Regions from separate parts of the Gossypium raimondii genome. Here region 1 is linked to region 2. The links are chromatin contacts, called in public Hi-C maps. All regions are on one chromosome and are shown on one strand. Each heading gives the region's core, a stretch centred on a gene start, on an enhancer-like site or on the middle of the called end of the contact. The rest is flanking DNA. Distances are from core to core; before and after follow the strand shown.

What was found. A called contact is a pair of places that touch in the nucleus more often than the background predicts.
Region 1: a contact with region 2 is called in a Hi-C map of leaf, with 2.2 times the contacts expected there. The contact joins the enhancer-like site here to the promoter of LOC105798704 in region 2. A contact is called at or near these places in 2 of 2 Hi-C or Micro-C datasets (both in leaf).

Annotation. Positions count from the first base shown.
Region 1 is chr9:21,600,592-21,605,377 of ASM2569854v1, forward strand. LOC105798696 (protein CASP) reads right to left here. Exons shown (of 19, transcript XM_012628861.2): 15 at 4,654-4,786; 16 at 4,460-4,561; 17 at 3,745-3,824; 18 at 2,969-3,061; 19 at 2,663-2,881. The coding sequence ends at 2,821. Among protein-coding and RNA genes, the nearest start is that of LOC105798696, 17 kb to the right of the region's middle. Within about 2 kb of position 2,045, the one cell type or tissue checked has open chromatin away from gene starts, as enhancers often do. A contact at or near this core is called in leaf, where this site is marked.
Region 2 is chr9:21,320,958-21,325,529 of ASM2569854v1, forward strand. LOC105798704 (DNA mismatch repair protein MSH2) reads left to right here and starts at 1,461. Exons shown (of 13, transcript XM_012628872.2): 1 at 1,461-1,711; 2 at 1,850-1,899; 3 at 2,113-2,145; 4 at 2,790-3,863; 5 at 4,341-4,572. The coding sequence starts at 1,663.

The sequences.
Region 1 (4,786 bases), core at 795-3,294, 280 kb after region 2:
CTAGTATATTTAACCTTTTTTTCTTATTCAAAGGTCGGCACCGCGTGGAAGCAAGAGGACTTTTAAGCGGGCAACGACTATTGTGGTATAGTAAAAGTGATGCCCTTTTCGAGGTGACAATGGTTGTTGTTATTAAAAAACCCAATAATAACTACAACTGTTGTCACGTCAACTCGAGTTTGACCTCTACTGTGCCAGAACATCCGCTCTCTGCCTAAGAGTCCTCTTGTGTTCACCTCGGTGTCAACCTTCAGATAAGAATGAAAGGTTAAAGATACTAGCGGCCTGGAAATAGAAAAAAATGTATGTTGATTACACTAGAAAGCCCTTTGCTTTTCCCTATGATTATGGCTTCAATCTTATGCATGGTATATGTAAGGCATCATTTACAGGTATCCAAAAAGCTTGAACTCGTGACCACATAATGACTGTCAATTGGCCCTAGTTATACTCGAACCCGTGATCGTATCATGGCCACCGATTGGGACCTCCACTTAAACTTCAACCCATGATCGTATCAAGCACTATCACCTCAAAACCTAACTTTAATAGGATGGGTTTCTGAGGTAATGGTTCTATCCTAGCACGACATATGAAATGTATGTGTTATAAGACGCGTTATTGCATCAGTGGCCCCTCAAATCTACATATAAACTTTCACGATTTCACTCTTAAAACCCTAAACCCTAATTCTTAACAAAAAACTCTAACTCTAACCCTAAAATTAAAAAAACCCTTAAAAGTTTGAACAACTTAATTCGAATAACTCAAACTTTGAATTTCTTCGACTTGATTCGAGTTTTGCACACCCCTAGTTTAAATCAGTACCAAGTAGTCTTTGTTTTGCTTTGGTCAAAATTTTAATGTGTCTCAACCATTTCAGTGTGTTTCAGTCTATTTCAGTCAATATCAGTTTGTATCGGTGCATATCGGCTCCTATTGATTTGTGAAAAATTTTAAAATTTTTTATTTTAACCACTTTAAGTTTTCTATAATTATATTTAAAATTAAAAGCTATTAAATTAAATTATTGAAGTTAATGAATAATTTTAAACTTATATTTACATATAAATATATTTATATGAATGTAATGGAGATGTATTTGTATCTATATGTAATACATAATTTTTTTTTAACAAAATAATATATAATTTATTAAGAAACTAATAAATTATACTATAAATATATGTGAAAAGTATTTAAATGCATATATAATTTATCAAAAAACTAAAAATGAGTATATATGTAAAAAAATATTTAAAAAATCAATAAATCCAAAACAGTACATTAAAACATGTCAATATCGATAAATCCAAATAGATACATCAAAACATATCAATACGGGTACGCACTAGTACCCAAACAAAAAGTGATTAGTCCACCGGTATAGTACTGACTATCTTGCTTGTGACACTAATTTAGTCAATAATTTAATTATAGTAAAGATGTTTGTTATTTTTTAAAATAATAACTTTTAAATCTTTACAAATTTAATTAATATCCGATTAACTTATGACACCAACTCAAATAAAAAAATTATAATAATATAAAAACAATATCTATCATACTTGAAAATTGATAACTTCTAATTAGGATCAAACCAATTCATAAATATGAAAATATAAAAGTTTAATGTTGCTCTCTTAGCAAAATAAGCTTGGCGATTGTTAGCTAATTTGAACTCGCTTGTTGCATGTTTGTTAAAGGCTAAATACTAATATTTTGAAAACCAAACTGGACTGGCCGGTTGAACTGGGAACCGGAAATTAACCAGTCCGTTCAACAGCAAAAATCCTTTTGAACCGAGTATCAGGACAAACCGGTCGAACCGGCTTTTGGAAATTTTGAACTCCCCGGATTAGGTCAAGCTGGAAAAACGATCCAATAATAAAAAAGTCTGGTTCTTTTCAACTATGAGACCAAAGCAGAAAAAAATAAATAAAAATAAATTTAAAATTTTGAAAACTAAAAGCTAATGTCCTAAATCTACCCGTGACCCTCACCCCCCACAGTCCCACACCCATCAGACCATCAGATTCTTCAGCCCCAGGATAGCACCGTCTACTCTGCCTCACCCACCCTCAATCTAGAAGGGTTTAAAGTTTAAATAGTAGAGTTATGAAGAAGAAAAGTTTAGGAAAAAGAAAAAAATATGAATTATTGAAAAAAAGAAAGAGAAGTTAAAGTGAAGAAGCCAAAGTAATCTCATCAGAAAAGAAAAGAAAGGACAGTGAAGGTCACCCACTTATAGAGTTATAGTATTCACGAATAAGAACAAAAAATAAAACAAATATTAAAATAAGTAAAAAGTATGGTGTGTATTTACACACCTTGAACTAGCTAATGGTTGGATTCGGTGTCTACTCAGTGAAGAATGGAAATGTTTGGCTGAAGCTTTGTGACTTTGATTACCCAGACTTCTCATTTCTTCGATAGTATTATTTTTTCAACCTCCTGTTTTGCGTTATCTCTTCTGAGTTTCAAGACTTTGTATTTCCCCTTAATTTATTATTATTATCAGATGGCATTTTCTTCAAAAAGAAATATTTTGAAATCGAATTTCCTCACCTCCATTTTCAAGACAATAATCTCAATTTTTTTAAAAAGAAAAATACGTGCACTGGAATTAGGATGGCGTAACAAACCCAAGTTGAGAACAAACTTAAGATCGAAAGACATGGATGTATAGTATTAGCTATTTTGAACATAACATGATTGTGTTACATGTACAGTTTATTAAGTTTGTAAATTTAATTTCAATGCCATATTCTTCTCACAAGAACAAACCATAAATGAAGAAATGGCTAAGGGTAGATGTCACTAATATCCACGCGGAAGGTTCAAGTTTTTCTCAACGACGGCAGTTTCCTCAGAGCCATGGCTGCATTAACAAAAAATACATGTAGAGTCAGATTAATCTGAAAGGAAATCTGGCTTAGTTATAGTAATGATTAGGGCACATTATCACCTGAGGTAGCTTAGAGCGGACATTCGGTATAGACAAGTAAACACTAGGATATGCAAACCAATTGTGTAGAAAAATGCAAATGTTCGAGCATACCTGCACTTACAAACCAAGTATTTCATTAGCAAATCAACGAACTTTCTAAGCAAGCAGGTATTATTGCGTCCACACGTCACGGAGAGAATTGCGTCAGACTCCCTTATACAATGGTGACCACATTAATTTAACTACGGGCCAACAAAAATGTGCTACTACTATTCTTATTTGATATATAGAAGGGATATAACACCCAAAAGAATGTAAAGGTACATGCACATAGAAATTCTGCTCATTTACAAATGCACATTTGTAGACAGGGAACGACACTCGGACCAAAGTTGACCTATAATAAGCATTTGAATGAAGTCAACTACCTTACACAATCATCCTGCCTTAAATGATCCAAACCCCAGATCCAATTACCATTCGGTTTGCTGTTTGCAAAGTAAAACGAGAAAAAAAGTTGAGCCTACTATAAGACATACCCCAACCTACGTGAAACCTATATTCACCCACTTAAGAGTGACTATCCTCAAGAAAATAATGAAGTGGAAAGAAGACAGAGACCTAAACTCAACCTTGGTCACAATGCTAGACACCCCAAACCTACCAGCGTGATTGCCACCTTTACAAATGTGCATACACTCAAAAAGAAAAATGCAAGAAATGGAACAAGAGATCCTGCCAAATAAAGCATACTATACACTGTATATGCAATAGATGATGAAACAAAACCATACTTGTTTCCCAGAAGAAAACGTCCGCTGCTGAGTGTGATTCTGTCTCTGAAGCCCAGCTCCTTGTATCTTTGATCCCTCTCCTATGTAATAAATGAAACTGATTATTCCATTATATCAACAAACAGCATGAATAGAAATGTGACCTGAACTCGAAGATTCCATGAATGTAAATGTTAACTGGATTATTTTGATATTTTCATACGAGTTGGCATGGACGGTAAAAAGCTGTGAGTTTGCATGTCTTGGCTGTTCAACTTTGTTCCCAACTAAAATAAGCTTTACAAGGACAATTCTTCTTCATTTATATTAGCCTGATAAAAATATGTCTCATAGCAACGTACAAGGGTGTGTATCAACATCTTATTTTGAATCAGTCTTGATACTTGCAAAGAGAAAGAATATTTGAGCATTGTTCCAAAAGAAACCAGAATTATCAGATCATTCATTGCATGTATGATGGAATGTATGGCACAAATACAAAATCTGATTTATGCTTGAAGATATGTAACTAAGAAAATTAAGTTGAATTAGTTCATCTAATAAAAACAAGCCTGTGAACACCCACAGTTTCTTCTCTTCTAAAATTTGTAAATTTGTAATGAATCAAACAACAAAGGGAACTCTACATGCCTAAGTTCAAAACTAAACTAGATCACGTGATATATGTGAACCTGACAGAGCTACATATTTCATGAATGGAGCTCAAGTTTCCAACCTTTTTTGAGAATGCTGCAAAGGGATTAATATCATCCTCATATATCTTCTTGTACTTGGATTCAACATCTGAGGTGAAACCACTTTCAAGATCCTCGGCATACTGAAAGGTGATCAGATGCAAGAAGACAGCTTCAAGATATGATACTATAGGCACTAATGAGAATCATGAAATGTACTAAAAGCAACAAGTACCTTCTTTGATCCTCTAGAAATTACTTTCTCCTGGTTATAATCCTGGACATAACGAATCTTTCCATAAAGTTTAACATTATCAGCTTTTGTTTTCTCCAGTTCCGTTGTTAGCTCCCCTATCTTCTCCTTTAAT
Region 2 (4,572 bases), core at 211-2,710:
AGATACCATCCAAAAATGCATCGCAAATTGACTAATCTTTTCAGCTTGAAAATTGACAGCTTGATTGAATTGATTTCAATAAATTTCATCCATTCCGTACATGTATCAGTCCTTGTTTTCTCGAAAAGATTCATCATCGTATTTTGTCTTTGATCGAATCTTGGTTTGATTTACTTAGCCTTTGACCTTATTGTTGGGCATTGAAGTAGTGTAAGCCCGTCACATCCATAGGTCCGAAATTGGGCCTTGAGACTCTCATCATATAATCAATATTATCATTTGCAAATGTTAAATTATTTAAATTTACTGGTTAACTAACTTATTACTATATTCGAATTCAACAAATCTACATCGCTTTTAGGATTATAATTAATTTATACACTAAACTCGTGCATCACACGTAAGAAGACTAATATTATATATTATAAGGTTTATCTAAAATAGAAATAAACAAACATGTTCACATTATAGTTTTTAACAAATGGACACTCCTCTTTAAGGCACTTATTTTCAATCTGGATAAATTTCTCTTTTATATATTGTCTTTTAAATTAGGGCTTGTTTGATAGACCATTGAAAATAATAAGTAGATAAGAACTACTTATCACTTAATGGAGGATATATTCAATCAATTAAATTTTATTTTATTTATTTTATTATTATATTATCCAATAAAAATTTTACGTTTAAAATTTGATTTTTGTTTAGAATAAAGTGAAATGTTTAAAATTAAGGATAAAATGTAGAATTTTTTAATTTAAAATTTATGTTTATCAAACAATTTTATAACTTAAATTCAAGACTTAAAATTTTCAACACTTATTTTTCTGCATTTAATTTTTCAATTTATCAAACAGTAACTTATATTAAATTAATTTAAACATTACTTAATTTTTGAACGTATATTACAATTCATAGGACTCCTTTTTAATTTAATGTTTCATAATAAAATTATTTTTAATACTATTAATTATTATTTTTCATGAATTAATTTATTTTCTAGTACAAAATTTTATAATAAAATATTGACATATCTTTTTTTATTAATCATTTTAATATAATATTTCAAATCTAAATTTTTCAATTTATTTTAACAATTAATACCTTTATTTATTTTAATATTTTAATATTATATTTCGAGACTTCAAAATAAAACAATAAATATATAGTTTATATATTATTAATATGTATTATCAATTTTAAATTTTTTAAAACCAATTAAATTGACAAGCACAAATGATATTATTTTGATACGGACATACAAAGTAGCATTAAACCTAAAAGAAAATATGAAGTAGAATTGAGATACTTACAAATTTGTGGCTTTGTGCATAGTGGATGAAATGAAAGAAAGGCCCAATTCTAGTTATAAATTGAGTCTCCAAGTTATCATCTGTTTTCAGGACTTGGCCCAAGCTTAGGTCAGGTTGATCCAACTTCAACACAACCAAGAAATATGGAGTACTTCGGAGACACCTTCTCAAAACCCCGCCAATTCCTTTCCCGCCATCAGAAAAAGGCCCTTTATTTTAGGTTTTGTGTTTTTATTTTTCTACAGAATCAGATTAGGTTTTTGGTTTCTGTTCTCTGAAGCTGAAAAGTAGCAATTTTCTTTCTCTTTTTTTCCCCTGTTTTTGGGCTTTTTGGTAAGTTGTCTCGAAAATGGATGAAAATTTTGATGAACAAAACAAGCTTCCAGAGCTCAAACTAGGTACCCACTCACTCCTTTTTCTGTTAGAAACTTCTTTTGATACTTTTAATTTTCTTTTGATAATTTTTTTCCAGGAATTTATGGTTGATAATACTTTTCTCCTTTTTTTGGTTTTTTTTTTTGGGTTACTGTTAACAGACGCTAAGCAGGCTCAAGGGTTTCTCTCATTTTTCAAAACTCTACCGAATGTAAGCCCCCTTTTCTTTTTCTATCTATTGGGATTTATATTACTAATTATGGTTTTTTTTCCTTTAATGTTTATTTACTTATATAATGAAACCGAACAAGAACAGGTAAAATGGGGGAGAAAATGCCATATCAATACTTAATATAGTTTGAAAAAAATGATTTAATTTGAACTATATTTCGTTTCGCTGATCATTTGGTCTCTTCCTTTACAGGATCCAAGGGCTGTTCGGTTTTTTGATCGCCGGGTTAGTTCAGGCTTATAGTCTTTACCACTGTGGGTTGTAAAATTTTATATTGTCTTTACTTCAATTATGATTATTGGTTAAATAATTTGCTTTGAGAACTGGGTGCTTATTTTTCACCTATAATTAAGAAATGCCAGTTGGGTTGTCTTTGAAATTAAATATTTTTATTTCTTAATATATAAAAAAGGAAATGGAAATATGGACTGCATATAACTGTTCTTCAGGAGATTGCTATATACGTATACGTGTGTTATTTGAAGTTCAGGGGAAAATGGTTAAATTTTTTAAAGGAACAGACGGTTTTGGAAATATTTTTCAAATCCATTTATTCATGCTAAAGTATATTGCCATTTTTGCAATGTCCTATCCCTAATTACCCATTTTCTTATATGTACCTTTCCCTTTCTACTTGTCAACTATTTCAACCTTCATCTCTGTCAGAATTTGTAAATGTGCAATGCTGCCTGTAAAAATACACAAGCGGACATCAAGACATTCTCATATTACACACATATATATAAATGCATATGTATATATTAGGTTTCTAAAACTTGTACAAATTGATTTTGTTCTATAATGCTAGTTTTATTTTCCTTTTCATCGTAAGCACGACATTTCCAAACTATTGTTTTCTGAATATACAGGATTATTATACTGCTCATGGTGAAAATGCAACCTTTATCGCAAAAACGTATTATCGTACTACTACTGCTCTCCGGCAACTCGGTAGTGGCTCGAATGGCCTTTCAAGTGTAAGTGTTAATAAAAACATGTTTGAAACAATCACCCGTGATCTTCTCCTGGAGAGAACAGACCACACTCTGGAGCTCTATGAAGGTAGTGGCTCCAATTGGAGGTTGATGAAAAGTGCCAGTCCTGGGAATCTGAGCAGTTTTGAAGATGTTCTCTTTGCCAACAATGAGATGCAGGATACACCTGTTGTTGTCGCACTGCTTCCTAACTTCCGTGAAAATGGTTGCACTGTTGGATTTAGTTATGTTGATTTAACAAAGAGAATACTTGGTTTGGTTGAGTTTCTTGATGATAGTCACTTTACTAATGTGGAGTCAGCTTTGGTTGCTCTTGGTTGTAAGGAGTGCCTTTTGCCCTTGGAGAGTGGAAAATCCAGTGAATGTAGAACTCTGAGTGATGCTTTGACCAGATGTGGTGTTATGGTAACTGAGAGAAAGAAAACTGAATTTAAAGCAAGGGATCTGGTGCAGGATCTTGGTAGGCTAGTCAAAGGCTCCATTGAACCAGTTCGAGACTTGGTTTCTGGGTTTGAATTTGCACCAGCTGCTTTAGGAGCCTTACTTTCTTATGCAGAATTACTAGCAGATGAAGGAAATTATGGAAACTATAGCATTTGTAGATACAATCTGGGCAGCTTCATGAGGTTAGATTCTGCTGCAATGAGGGCATTGAATGTCCTAGAAAGCAAAACTGATGCAAACAAAAATTTTAGTTTGTTTGGTCTTATGAATAGAACCTGTACCGCTGGGATGGGTAAGCGGTTGCTTCATATGTGGCTAAAACAGCCTTTGTTAGATATAAGTGAGATAAATTCAAGGCTAGATTTGGTACAGGCTTTTGTGGAGGATACTGAGCTTCGCCAAGATTTGAGACAGCATCTAAGAAGAATTTCAGATATTGAACGACTTATGCGCAATATTCAAAGGACAAGAGCTGGTTTGCAGCATATTGTAAAACTTTATCAGGTAAGTTAAAACCCTAATATTTCACCGTACTAGGTGTCTGCATATCCATTGTACAGCTACTGCAGAGGAATTGGCACCTCAGCAAGGGAGTCGTCTTTCATGCTCCAAAAAATGCATTATTGTTGCCAGTGTTCTCCATCACCCTCTTTTTTGTTTTGACTCTTATTTCTTTGGATAAAGAAGATTTGATCAGGACCAAAGTTACTAAGATCTTGCTGATTCATCTTTTCATAAATAATGTTTAGCATTTCGACTAACTCCTTGCTTAAGGGTTGTGCTTTAATTTAACTCTCTTGTGCTCTTTGGCCAGTAATTTTAGAATTCTGTCGTTCAGTACTTTAGGGAGCGTATATTGTTTCTTTCATTCTTACTTGAATGTGTATAGGGACATAAACTAGAGTTATACCACTCTTTATCTTCTTTTTTATCTTTTATTGAAATTCTCTGAATTTGTCTTGTGTCATGTTCTGGGTGCAGTCAAGTATAAGAGTTCCCCACATTAAAAGTGCCCTGGAAAAATATGATGGACAGTTTTCTTCCTTGATCAAGGAAAGATATTTGGATCCTTTTGAGCTCTTGACTGATGATGATCATTTGAACAAGTTTATTGCTCTTGTTGAGACTTCTGTCGACCTAGATCAACTTGAAAATGGGGAATACATGATTTCACCTAGTTATGATGATGCACTTGCTACACTAAAAAGTGAGC